Regions from separate parts of the Mus musculus genome. Here regions 2, 3 and 4 are each linked to region 1. The links are chromatin contacts, called in public promoter capture Hi-C maps. All regions are on one chromosome and are shown on one strand. Each heading gives the region's core, a stretch centred on a gene start, on an enhancer-like site or on the middle of the called end of the contact. The rest is flanking DNA. Distances are from core to core; before and after follow the strand shown. Region 1 holds the start of Smn1 (survival motor neuron 1). Region 2 has its middle 23 kb from the start of Ocln. Region 3 has its middle 44 kb from the start of Cartpt. Region 4 holds the start of Ocln (occludin).

Region 1 (3,190 bases), core at 430-2,929:
TTGGTTGTGTTTTCCTGTTTTTCTTTAAGGACTTGTAACTCTTTAGCAGTGTTCTCCTGTATTTCTTTAAGTGAGTTATTAAATTCCTTCTTTATGTCCTCTACCATCATCATGTGAAATGCTTTTAAATCCAGGTCTACCTTTTCAGGTGTGTTAGGATGCCCTGGACTGGGCGAAGTGGGAGTGCTGGGTTCTGATGATGGTGAGTGGTCTTGGTTCCTGTTAGTAGGATTCTTACGTTTACCTTTCGCCATCTGGCTATCTCTGGAGTTAGTTGTTATAGTTGTCTTTGTTTAGAGATTGTTCCTCTGTTGATTTTGTTACCCTCTACTAGCAGACGTGGGAGACTAGCTCTCTCCTCTGAGTTTCAGTGGTCAGAGCAGTCTCTGCAGGCAAGCTCTCCTCTTTTAGGGAAGGTGCACAGTTATCTGGTGTTTGGACCTCCTCCTGGCTGAAGATGAAGGCCCAAAACAGGATCTTTCCCAGAAGCTGTGTTGCTTTGGCCAGGAAGGTGGCCGGTTTTCTGGAGCCGAAGATGTCACCGCCTCCTCATTTTTTTAAATTGCAGGTTTTTGTGGTTTTGAGACATTGTTTCAGTGTTCTGTTGGGTAAATATCCCCTAATTTAGCTAAGGCACTCTGCCTTTTACCAGCTCAGTAGGATGTGTTTCCCAGATACTCTGTCCATGTCCGCAGCTGGGAACATTCTCTTAACAAACGATCTACACCCACATCACTATCAGTGTGCCCCTGGTCCAATTTTATTTTGTTAAATCCTGGAACACAAGAACCCACAAATCTCACTGGGCGCTTTTGGGATGCCCTATTGTCTATGCCCTATTCCAAGATCCCCTAAATTGTAGAAAACAGTGGGTTTTGCCAGGCTGTGCCCTGCCCTGGGAGAGTCCATCATAGTTTGAGACAGGGGCTCGCTGCAAACCTCTGACTGGCCTGGAACTTCGTATGTAGACCAGGCTGGCCCCAACTCATACCTGCTTGCCTCTGGAAACTCCACCCTACAAGCAGCTTCTGACTCCATCTTGAGGGAGGTGACTGAAACCTCTGGGTACACCAGAAATAGCACCATCTGCCAGGACTTATCTAGTTTTTTGTTTGTTTTCTACAGGCTGATAGGTGGCTTATTCCTGAGTCAATCTGTAAATTTATTGGGATAAATCAAAACTATGGTGGCACATGGGATATCGAAATTCTATCAGGAAAATCAGACTCAGGAATTTACCAGATATGCCAGATGAAGGAAATGGTCGACTCCCCTTACCTCAACCTTGGGCCCATTACAAAACAGACACCTAACACTGCAAAAGGCCCGATACCAACCCATCGTCTAATAATTGGTGTGTGCATCAAGAACCAGCAAACACAGGATGCCCTTATTGTGAAGGTTCATCCCAAACTCGGGAAGCTGAGGTAGCAAAGGCCAGCCTAGGCTATATAGCGAGGCTGACTTGAAAAATGAAAAGAAAAGGGCTGGAGGGAGGAAAATAAATTGGAAGAAAACAGAGGGAAAGGTTAAAAAAAAAAAAAAGAACTAGAAGACAGGTGGAGGGGAGAAAGAGAAAAGACAGATGTGGGAGGAGTGAGTTGGAAGCGTGTAGGAGGTCTCTGGCTGCCTCCGGGCCACCGTACTCTTCCGGTCCCAGAAGCCCCATGACGGAAGTCGTCATTGAGTGAGCCCGGCAGCGTCCGTGGTAGCAGGCCATGGCGATGGGCAGTGGCGGAGCGGGCTCCGAGCAGGAAGATACGGTGCTGTTCCGGCGTGGCACCGGCCAGGTGAGGTCGCGGCTCGGCGCTAGCACTCGGAGCGCTGCCCGAGACCGAGGCGGTGCGAGCTCGGGCCACATCCGCAGGCGGCTCCTGGTGCAGCTCGGGCGCCGGCGAGGCTGTGAGCCACGCTTTGGTCCTGTGTGACTGTGAGGGGATGTGCAGGAACGGGGACAGGCTGGCTGAAGCAAGGCAACCAGATAGGAGCCATTGGAAAGCTCCAGATTTAGGTCAGGATGAAGATGTTCACAGGGACTTTAGACTAAAATGCTGGTTTTCTGGATCCAGTTTTGTAACCGGAAAGACCAAGTGTTGCAAACAACAGTTGATAAAGTTTGAGAGAGAGGGATAACTAAAGTTGCCCGGAGTAGTTGAAAGTTGCTATTGACTGCATTGCATTCAAATGTATACGACAGCAGATCCGAGGCAGGGTTGGTGGTGCACGCATAATTACATGCACAAACACTTGGGAGATGGGGGCCGGAGGGTCGGGAGTTCAAGATCCTCGGTTACAGCGTGAATTCCGGACCAGCCTAAATTACAGGGAGACTGTAGAAGTAAGATAAACACTGGTAAGTACGAGGGCAAATCAGAGCCAAGTTGGTGGACTGTGCATGTGATCAGTCCCAGCTCCTGAGGCAGGAATGTGAAGTTGAGTCTAGCCTGGGAAACAACATACTCCATCTAACGAAGTTTAAAACATTAGGACCTCGGTCGTCTTATGGTATGGCAACTGATTTCTGCTTGGGGCTTGGGGTGGGAGAAGAGAATTCTGGGCAGCTTTGGGCAGTGCTGCATTTCCTTCTTTGGGGGACAGCCCAGCAATTCCTATTCTGAATAAAGCTTTGCCCTTTGTCCTCAGGGGAGCCCTGGCGGTCTGGTTCTCTCCTTAAAACCACAAGGTTCCTGTGCTAATTTGTCATCGTGGTAACTTCTTCATGCCCAGGGTGATGGGTCATGTTTACAATCTCAGGGGTAATCTTATTGATTGCAGCTTCTTTCTTGTTGCTGTTTTGTTGTTTTGAGACAGGTCTCACAGGGTAGCCTTAGGAGACTTGGAACTCTCCATGTAAGCCAGGCTGGCATCAAACTCAAGGAGATTGCCCCGTCTCAGCCCCCCCTCCCGCCCCCATTTGAATCAGGGACACATTCCATAACCTAAATTGGCCTGGAATTCAATATGCTAGACTGGCCTGGAGCTCTTGGCAACCCTACTGTCTCCAGCTCCGGGATATTGGGATTGTAGATTATAGATATGAGCCATTTTAATTTGTAGTTCATGGTTTTGTTTTTGTTTGTTGGTGTGCTTGTTTGTTTGTTGGGATAGAGTTTTATGTTGTAGTCTATGCTGTCTGGGAACCCACTATAGCCCAGACCAGTTTTGCCTTGGCAGTCCTCTGCTTCTACTG
Region 2 (2,952 bases), core at 143-2,642, 450 kb after region 1:
CACCTGCCTCTGCCTCTCAAGTGCTGGAATTAAAGGCGTGCGCCACCACACCTGGCGGTTTTGTTTTATTATAAGACAAGGTTTCACAATGCAACTCTGGCTAGCCTGGAACCCCTGTAGATTAGGCTAGCCTTGAACTCAGATCACCCTGCCTTTATCTTCCAAGCACTGGGACTAAAGGTGTGCACCACCATGCGCAGCCCCTGTTTATTTTTACTTTAAGTGCATGTGTAAGCAATTGCATGTATGAGTACCATATGTATACCCAGTACTCATGGAGGCCAGAAAAGGATGTTCATTCCCTGGAGTTCCAGGCAGTTGTGAGCTGCCACACAGGTGCTGGAAAACAAGCCCTGGTCCTCCGTGAGAGCAACAGGTTAACCTCTAAGCTGTCTCTCCAGCCCTAAAATAGACAATATGTTTTGAGTGATAAAGAACTCTTACAGGATTCTTTCTGATCACTGAATCTGTGACCTTGAACATGGTATGTAATTATTCCGGCCCTTCAGTATCTTCATTTGTAAAATATATATGTTGAGACTTAGCAGAAAAAAGTGTCAGGTGGTTGGGGCCAGGCTGGACTAGTTGGTTCAGTTTGTTTTAAAATGGAGGCACCAAGCCGATTATAAACACTACTGAGATTTCCACTAGGTTTTGTTGTGTCTGTTTCCATGGTAGCATTGTGTCATTACACGGGGTAAGTGTTCAACAGTTTTCTGTCACTGTGACAAAATGACTGAGATAATTTTTTTAGACTTACTTCTCTTATATTGTGTATATGTTTTGTCCAAGTGCACAACTGTGCACTGTGTGCATACCTAGGACCTGGAGAGGGCAGAAGAGGGGATTGCCTTCTCTGGAAAGGGCACTTGGTGCCCTTAACCACGGAGCCATCTCTCCAGCCTTTAAGATAATCATTATTTATTTATTTGTTATTGTTATTTTGGGATTTGCAATGTAAGTGTGTGTGTGTGTGTGTGCGCGCGCGCGCGCGCGAGCGCAAGAGTACTGCCCAGGCTCACTCTGTAGACCAGGCTAGCCTCAGACTGAAAGATCTGCCTGCCTCTGCTGCCTCTGCCTCTCAAGTGCTAGTATTAAAGGCGTGTGCCAGCACTGCTCATCATGAGATAATCATTTTAAAAGGAGGACCAATGCATTTTAGTTGTAGCTTCCAGAGCGTTCAATCTGTGAATGCTCAGCTCAGTTGTTTTGGGGCCTGAGGTGAGAAGAGCAAGCATAGCTAAAGTGAGGGCTGACATTATGTTTTAAGTTTAGATTACAGTGCTCAGGAGATCTATAAAACAAAAATGCCTCTAACCTATACGTCACCCTTGCCCAAGGACAGATAACTTCCTGAAATACTGGAAGATAAGATAAGAAGCTTTCTGGTTTCACTTCTGTAAACAAGCTTGGTTGCCCCAACTACACAGGATACGCTTGTGTAGGTCACAGGAGGTATGCAGGCAGGAAGTATGTCAGGATGTATGCTTGCTCCTGATTGGACAAAGATAGGAAGTATGTAGCCAAATGGGTCTTGCCTTTATAAATCCCTGTCTAAAGTGGTTCATTGCCATAAGGTAGGAACCCTGGATATGGACCTGGCCAGAGTCCATTGGCCTGGCTAGTACTTCATAAAATTTGCTTCAAACTTGGCTCAAAATGGTCTTATTCTCACACGTTGAGATTAACACTTGGAACATGTGCGGTGCAAAGCTACTTACCTCAAAGCAACCAGAAAGGAAAAAGAAGGATGGGTGAGAAGGGGGAGGAGGAAAGGGAGGAGGGAGAGGAGGACAAAGATGAGGAAGAGGAAGAGGAGGAGGGAGAAGAGAAGGAGAAGGAGGAGCAAAGCATACCAGCACACACCTGTAATCACAGCTGAGGTAAATAGGTTTCTAGTTTGAGACTAGCCTGGGAAACAAGAAAGATCCTATCTCTACAAACAAACCTAACATGAGAGCCCTGAGTTCCATCCCCAGCACTACAAATGAAAGAAAGCAGGGCTCAGGTCCCAGTACCCCCTGCAGGGGCATACTCCCACGGCCTGAATACATGACTCAAGCTGGCCTCTAGGTGCACACATCACTGTGTTTCGCTGCCACCTCGGTTCTTCAGGTTAAGAGGGAAATGTGCTTGTGGCACCTCTGCACACCCCTCTTGGTATTGAGAGGGACTTAGATAACCACACCAGAAAGACACATCCCAGAGTAGGCTAGGAGACATCTAAGATCTAAACCATACCCCAGGAGGTGGTAAGTTATGGGATAAACTCATGGAGGTCTGAAGGCAAGGGTCTTGAGCTCTACATGGGTAATAGGAAAGACTGGTCACTAGCTGGACATTGGACAATGGAGATTATGAAGTAAGTGTGTGGGTTCCTGAGAGGGGAAAGCAGGAGGCTGTGTTTCTGCCTGCGTGTTTTATTTGGTTGGGATTCCTGGCCTTTGAGTTTGAAAACTTGGCCACTGGAGAACAGTTTCAAAGTCTAGACACAGGCTCAGGGAAGACAGAGATTCAAGCCCCACCCCAGTTTCGTTTGATTTAATGATTGATTTGTTTTTATTTTATGTGCATTGGTTTTGCCTGCACGTGTGTCTGTGTGCTGGCGTCGGATCCCCCACAACTGGAGTTGCAGACAGTTGTGAGCCACCATATGAGTGCTGGGAATCAATTCCAGGTCCTCTACAAGAGCAGCCAGTGCTCTTAACCACAGAGCCATCTCTCCAGCCCTCCGTTTTGTTTTCAGAAGAGGTCCCTCTGTGTTACCCAGAGTGACTTCACACTCCCAGACTCAAACTGGCTTCTAGCCTCCAGGCGTACACATCAGGAAAAGTGCTTGTGGAACCTCTACATGCTCCTCTTGGTGTTGAGAGGGACTTAGATAATCGCACCAGAAAGAGACATCCAGAGTAGGCTAGAAAGAGAGAGGGCGGACTCTGCTTCTGTGTGCTA
Region 3 (2,945 bases), core at 409-2,908, 270 kb before region 1:
AGCCTTTTGTGAGGATGCCCCGTATCCAAACCACAGCCACCACTGCACTCAGTTCATTCTTGTTTCCTAGAGAATCGTTCTGAGCAACAACTGTGGGTGAGGTGGCATCTGTCCCAACTCTATGCACCAATTCTCCTACAGGCCTCACTGCGCTATAAAAATCGCACTATTCCATAGCACAGACCAGTTCCTGGGCCCTGAAAATTAGAGATGGCTATTCCAAACTTCTTTTGGTCATGCCCCTCTCTAGAAAGAAAACTTGCAAGACCAAGAGATTATGCCCACACTGGTCTCTTCTAGATCATATTGAAAAAGATTCCACAGCCCTGGAATTCCCTGCCTACACCACCTTAATACAGCTTTAAAGCTGCCGAGGCTTTATCCATAGTCCTGCCTTGCCAGGGGTAAACCATCCACCAGCATTTATATTCCCAGGCATCAAATGGCCAAAGACAGCTATCTCTGACGCTTCAGACATTCCACTGGGGCAACCACACACACGTACGCCAAGTTGCTTCCAATGGACATGCTACAGTGGAAGGAGAAGAGAGCCAAGGTGACATGGGCCAGGCCATAGGCTCTAAAGTTCCAGCTTATTAAACTATGGGTCACACCACCAGATGGGGGAGGGGGTCACGTACTAACTGAGTGATGAGGTTTCAAAAGAACTGGCAATTGTAAATGGTTTCAGAAAGTTCAACAACCAAAATTAATTTAAAAACAAACTTATGTTGAATACGAGGTGTTTCCCCCATACTTTGCCAAGCAACTCGACCACACCCTTTGCACATACACATAAATTCTGCTCTGTGCTATCAGTCTTGTCATACAATGCCAATGGCACTCCAAGCACATCTGCTTAGAGCCAATACTGCTGTATGTTATGAATGTCGGTGTTTTTACTGAGAATATACAATTTCCTGCTCCTAGAGAAATTTAAAGGTTTAGTTGCAGAAAACAAAAAGACTTTCAGTATTTCCTATTGCCACTTCTCAACACTTAAGCATAAATTAGTATATTTTTGGTTGTACTGTATTAACACATTTGGTTTCTTAAAATTTTTTCTCTTTGAGTTGATGATTTGAGTTTCATTTTAAAAAGTAATTAAGTGAATTTCAGCTTGAGATTAAAATAGGATTTCAATTTCTGAAATATCCCTAAACATCCTTGGTTGAATCATGGCCCAGAAATGGGGTCATATGAGAATTCTAAATGCTTATGAGAACACTCTGAGACAAAAGACAGGAGTCCTGTGACCTCAGTTTCTTCAAAACATGGAGTTGTTCTTGGAATGTGTTTCAAGCTCCTCCCGGTGTAGCGGATATGAGCGAGTCTCCTTCAGATTACTTAATATTGCTGTGCTGTTATTCAATTAAATGTTAAACATATCCTTGATATGTCTCCATGGAAAAACATGTTTGCCACATGTGGCTTGTCCCTGTGACTGTGACAGCTTTAACTTATGAAAACCTTGTTCCTGTGACCTTTCTCAACCCTGAGTATAAACTGTCTGATGCGCTGAATAAAGCTGGCTACTGCATGAGACTTTAGTCTGCCTCATTTATCAGCTCCATTCTCCCAGGTCCCTACCAAGTCTAGGGTAATAACAACGCCTCTGACATTTTGCAAGAACAAATTTATGGAAAGCTGAATTCTTGGCATTGATGACTATAAAATCAAAATATCAGTCTGCTCTCAAAAATGAAGATGCTCCCAACCCTTCTGTATCAATTATTCAGCCAAGATTTATTCTTCATGCAAAAATAGACAAACGCACCCATCTCATTGTATAAAAATTGACTATAGTCTTAAATTGTGATTTATTCATGACTTATTAGCCGTGAGTGCTTTATGTTTATGCTCACTTTGATGTGTTTACATACTTGGGGTCGTGTAAATTTTTCTTGGGTAGAAAGGAATCACAAGAAGGAAAAGTGGTGTAAGAAGCCCTGAGGTAGTCGGAGAACGTGACTTGAGCCTCACTCTCAACATAGGCAGAGCTCGGGGGCCACGATGTAAGTGAACATTCCAGCACACAGCCTGCCTGCCTGCCTGCCTGCCTGTCTGTCCGTCTGACCATGCATCGGAAGAAATCAGAGTCTTAGAAGTAAATGCACGGATGACAAAACCACCAAACAAAACTCCAGCAAAAACAAAACAAAACAAAAACAAGCAAACAAAAAAACCAAAAACAGTCAAAAGACTTGAACAGACACTGTTTTATTCCAAAAAACTAAGCCCTTCCTTACCCTTTAAGCCATTTGCATTACTCTACCTGCTACAGCCATTATGAAGATCCAAGGAAGGTGGAGCTTATACATTACAGAACCCATGTGCACTTAAAAGGTCTAGAATTGTTTTCCCGGTTGCACAGAGCCAGGAAGGAAGATGGCAGTAAGAAGCAACAGATCTCAGAGGGTTTTGTTCTTGAGGAATTTTTAGTTCAGGCTGCTACAACATGATAATGAGTCTGCATGACTCTTAAACAACATGAGGTAGACCGAATGCCAACACGGTCAAGTTCTAGATAGGGTGTCTCTGATCTGAGTGCTGACCTCCTGTATCCTCACACGATGGAAAGAGACACCGCCAGCTTCCTCTATGTTGCCAACCTTCTTAAGAAGTCACTCCATGACCAAATGACTTCCCAAATCCCATCTCCTCGGATCATCGCACCAGCATGTCGGTATTAGGGTAGCAATGGGAAGATAGCAACAATGAAGAGGAAGTGTGAGCATTTAATGATTACAACGACCATGCATCGAAAGAAATCAGAGTCTTAGAAGTAAATGCACCGATAATAACAAAACCACCAAACAAAACTCAGCGGAAAAAGAAAACAACTCCAGCAAAAAACAGTCAAAAGACTTGAACAGACACCGTTTTGTTGTTGTTGTTGTTGTTTCCCAAAAGAAAACAACACACAGGATCCAGAGGGATGTATA
Region 4 (3,097 bases), core at 379-2,878, 430 kb after region 1:
TGCCTGGAAGCTGCTGGAATGTGGACTGTGCCCACTCCCTACTTAAGTCTATCTGGCCAACCTCGCCATTCCATTGCCTAACAAAGAAAGCACTAACAACTAAGATAAATCCAAACGAAAAAAGAAAAGAAAACCACCAACAGTGGAAATTTAAGATTTATACATACGGCGCAAAGGAACTACAGTTATACTCAGGGATATGTAGTTGAACAACGCACGAACCACTGAAAGCGTCACCAGAAAGCGCATTACTGAGAGGCATTCCTCTTTTCCGGTGATCCCAACAACACACCTGTTGTATATGAAAGCCACGCATTGCTAACCTGCCTGGAAAGCTGCCTTCTCCCCGCCCCAGGTAATTCCCCTAGTGGCAGTTTGCCCGGTGAGCCCCGGGCAGGCCCGAGGATACCTCCGCTCCCGCTGGAACCCCGGTTACTCCACCTGGGTCGAAAGGGGCTCAGAGTTGTTCCAGCGCCAAGATGCAGAGGCCATTTTGGTCCCCACCCATTTGTCCCCGCATACTTCCTCTGATGCAAGGCCACTCGCCGCTAGACTCGCGGGGCCGACTTTGCCCAGGAGGTCTGCAAAGTGGACCGCCTATACAGGCTGCGGGTCCCCGAGACCGTGCGCCCCACCGCAGCTTTGCGCTCGGGAGCCGCCAGGCCAGAGCAGGGCAGCAGAGCAGGCCCTGCCCCGGGGCAGGTCCCCGGCCCGCGGTCACGGATGAGAATCCACCGCGTGAGCAGCTTCCCTCGAAATCCAGCCTCACTCGAAAAGAACACCAAAAGCTGAAATCAACAAGGACGCACGCACCGCCCCCTGTTCCAAACAGCCAGAATAATACACTCCACGACTCTGGGGACGCTGCAGAGGACCCCCGGCCTCCCTCCTGGGATGAATTACCCAAAAGAGCGGAAACCAGAAGGGCCACAGGGATCTTTATCGCCCTGCGTCGCCCAGCACCAGCCCTAACTAGAGACCCCGAGTAACCCACAGATCTCCAGCGCCCAGTTGAGCGCTGGATCCGCCCCCGACGCTCCCGCCTCGGCAAAAGTAGAAAGTAGCTCGGGCATTTCTGGTGGACAAGGTTTCGCCCGCGACTCCGAGAGAGAAAGGGAGCCCCCCAGATCCTCCCGCGCTGCGCTCAGGCACACGCGCTTCTCTGGTTTCCGTGAGAGCCGAGTCCAGGGCGAAACTGCCACCGAAACTGGCTCCGCGTGCCCTCCCCGCGCCTCGCCTCCCAGCCCCGGCGCGTCACCCTGGGGGACCCCGGGCACCGCACCTGCCTCGCACCCACCTTGGCGGCCGGAATCCCAAGGTGCTCACCTGGCCGGTGCACCTGCCGCCGCCCGCGCTGCCAATCCACAGTTCAACTGAGCCAGGAGGACCGTCCTCCGCTTCCCCCACCCCCTACCCCCGGGCATGCGCACCAATTTCTGGCCGAACCCGCCCGGGGCTGTGCGCTGGGACCCACCTGCCGAGCCCCTAGCCGGTTGCTCCGTGCGCTGGACCGCTCTCCCGCAACTCCACCGCTGTCGCCTAAGGAAAGAGGGGCCGGGAGGTGGGCACTAGCGACGAGGTGTGGCGTGGCCAGCCTCCTCCCTCGGTGACCCATTCACCTGAAACTCCGATGGGAGGGGGAGGGAGCGACGGAGAAGGAGGCGGGAGGACCGGGCAGGGCTCACCACCCAGAGCAAGCCGAGTTAAAGGAACAGCACCGACGTTGCCTGGAGAGGGGCGGGGGCGTGCGGAGAGAAGGGTCTCAAGATCGTGGAGGCAATGGGGTGATCCTAGACCATTTTGGGTGTGCTCGGAGATACGCCTGCTTCAGGGCCCCTGTGGGGTGTTGGTTCCGGGAGGAGAGTCAGAGGTCAGGAGGGAGCTGTTGTGCTGCTACTCAGAGAGGGTCCAAGGGCGCCTGGAGGCTGATGAGAAGGTCTGAGTTCTCTTCCTACTGTGTTCTGCTGCCAGGTTTGATTAAATGTCTGGTGGAAAACAGTACCCGATGCTTGGTCCAGCGAAAGAGTGGACTTTTTTCAGAAGTGCTTATTACTAGCACCTTCCGATTCAGAGGATTCGGAAAAAGACTACCCTCTGGTCTGGAGTGGTTAAAATGAAGAGAGATTACTGTAGCTGTGTGAGTCACACGGAATCCCCAGGCCACAGGGTCCTTGTCCACGCATGCACGAAACGTAACTACGGTGTGATTGAGGCTACTCTAAAGGGATTTAAAGCCGTTTCGGTATTCTTTCTTGGCTCAAAACAAAACAAGCAAAACCAATCTGGTTGCTAAGGGTTGTATTTTTTTACTCTGTCTATAACTCTGTTGTTACAGACTTGTGCGTGTGTGTGCGATTTTGTTGTATTTCATATTCATTTTACTCTACGATATAGAGATTTTAGTTCTTGTTAGTTAACTATCTGCACCGAAGATAGTTAAATTTCGCAAGCCCTGCTTCCTTTTGTGTTCCAGTCCTGAATGTCTGCATTGCTAATACATCTTAGTCCAATCCCATGCTCCTTTCTGCCTTTAAGTAGCTACAGGTGTGGTTCTCCTTTGCATTAAATCTTAAAGCACAATTCAGTACTTCCGGAAGTAAAAATTTAAATGATGACAGCCTTAATAGATTCTTAATCTAATTAGTAATCTTTCATGAAGTCATCGCTATAATTATTTCAATGTGACTGTAGTTTTTGATTGATGTAGATTAAATTGATATTCACCCCAAGGAAGCCAGGTTAATCCTCTTAATGTTAGCTGCCGGATTGCTAATATTTCCAAACGTTCCAACTCGGATTATAATTACACAAGGAAACATTTTTGTAAACACCTGACTATTATCTTATTGAGTATTTCGCTCTGTTTTGAAGAGGATCTCATAGGTTTGGAGGTGGTGGTGGTGGTGATAGTGGTGTTTTTCCTATTTAAAAATAAATATAAATTGACTGGGGATGCATCTTGTCCCCAGAACACCTCCCTGCCATGTTTGAAGCCTTAGGATTTCATCCTTAGTTCATATACCTTGCCAAGTGTATTCCTGGGGCCTGGAGAGACGGCTCAGTGGTTAGACACAGTAGCTACTCTTCTACGGGCTTC

What was found. Promoter capture Hi-C pulls out the DNA fragments that hold promoters and counts their contacts.
Region 2: a contact with region 1 is called in a promoter capture Hi-C map of hematopoietic stem and progenitor cells. The contact joins the enhancer-like site here to the promoter of Smn1 in region 1. A contact is called at or near these places in 8 of 39 promoter capture datasets (the C10 cell line, embryonic stem cells, hematopoietic stem and progenitor cells and 3 more), 1 of 484 Hi-C or Micro-C datasets (cerebellum) and 7 of 115 datasets of contacts at active chromatin or transcription factors (the 230-238 cell line, bone marrow-derived dendritic cells, bone marrow-derived macrophages and 2 more).
Region 3: a promoter capture Hi-C map of hippocampal neurons shows a contact between it and region 1, with 3 times the contacts expected there. The contact joins the enhancer-like site here to the promoter of Smn1 in region 1. A contact is called at or near these places in 3 of 39 promoter capture datasets (hippocampal neurons, liver and pre-B cells).
Region 4: a promoter capture Hi-C map of neural stem cells shows a contact between it and region 1. The contact joins the promoter of Ocln here to the promoter of Smn1 in region 1. A contact is called at or near these places in 5 of 39 promoter capture datasets (embryonic stem cells, hippocampal neurons, liver and 2 more), 4 of 115 datasets of contacts at active chromatin or transcription factors (embryonic stem cells, pancreatic cancer cells and stem cell-derived neural progenitor cells) and 1 of 9 other capture datasets (embryonic stem cells).

The regions. Positions count from the first base shown.
Region 1 is chr13:100,123,176-100,126,365 of GRCm38.p6, forward strand. It overlaps Smn1 (survival motor neuron 1), which reads left to right and starts at 1,680. Exons shown (of 9, transcript NM_011420.2): 1 at 1,680-1,790. The coding sequence starts at 1,719.
Region 2 is chr13:100,574,724-100,577,675 of GRCm38.p6, forward strand. No RefSeq gene overlaps it. Among named protein-coding and RNA genes, the nearest start is that of Ocln, 23 kb to the left of the region's middle. Within about 2 kb of position 1,393, at least 77 of the 459 cell types and tissues checked have an H3K27ac peak or open chromatin away from gene starts, as enhancers often do. A contact at or near this core is called in the 230-238 cell line, bone marrow-derived macrophages, hematopoietic stem and progenitor cells and 1 more, where this site is marked.
Region 3 is chr13:99,854,948-99,857,892 of GRCm38.p6, forward strand. No RefSeq gene overlaps it. Among named protein-coding and RNA genes, the nearest start is that of Cartpt, 44 kb to the right of the region's middle. Within about 2 kb of position 1,659, at least 4 of the 459 cell types and tissues checked have an H3K27ac peak or open chromatin away from gene starts, as enhancers often do. A contact at or near this core is called in hippocampal neurons, where this site is marked.
Region 4 is chr13:100,551,090-100,554,186 of GRCm38.p6, forward strand. It overlaps Ocln (occludin), which reads right to left and starts at 1,629. Exons shown (of 9, transcript NM_001360536.1): 1 at 1,475-1,629.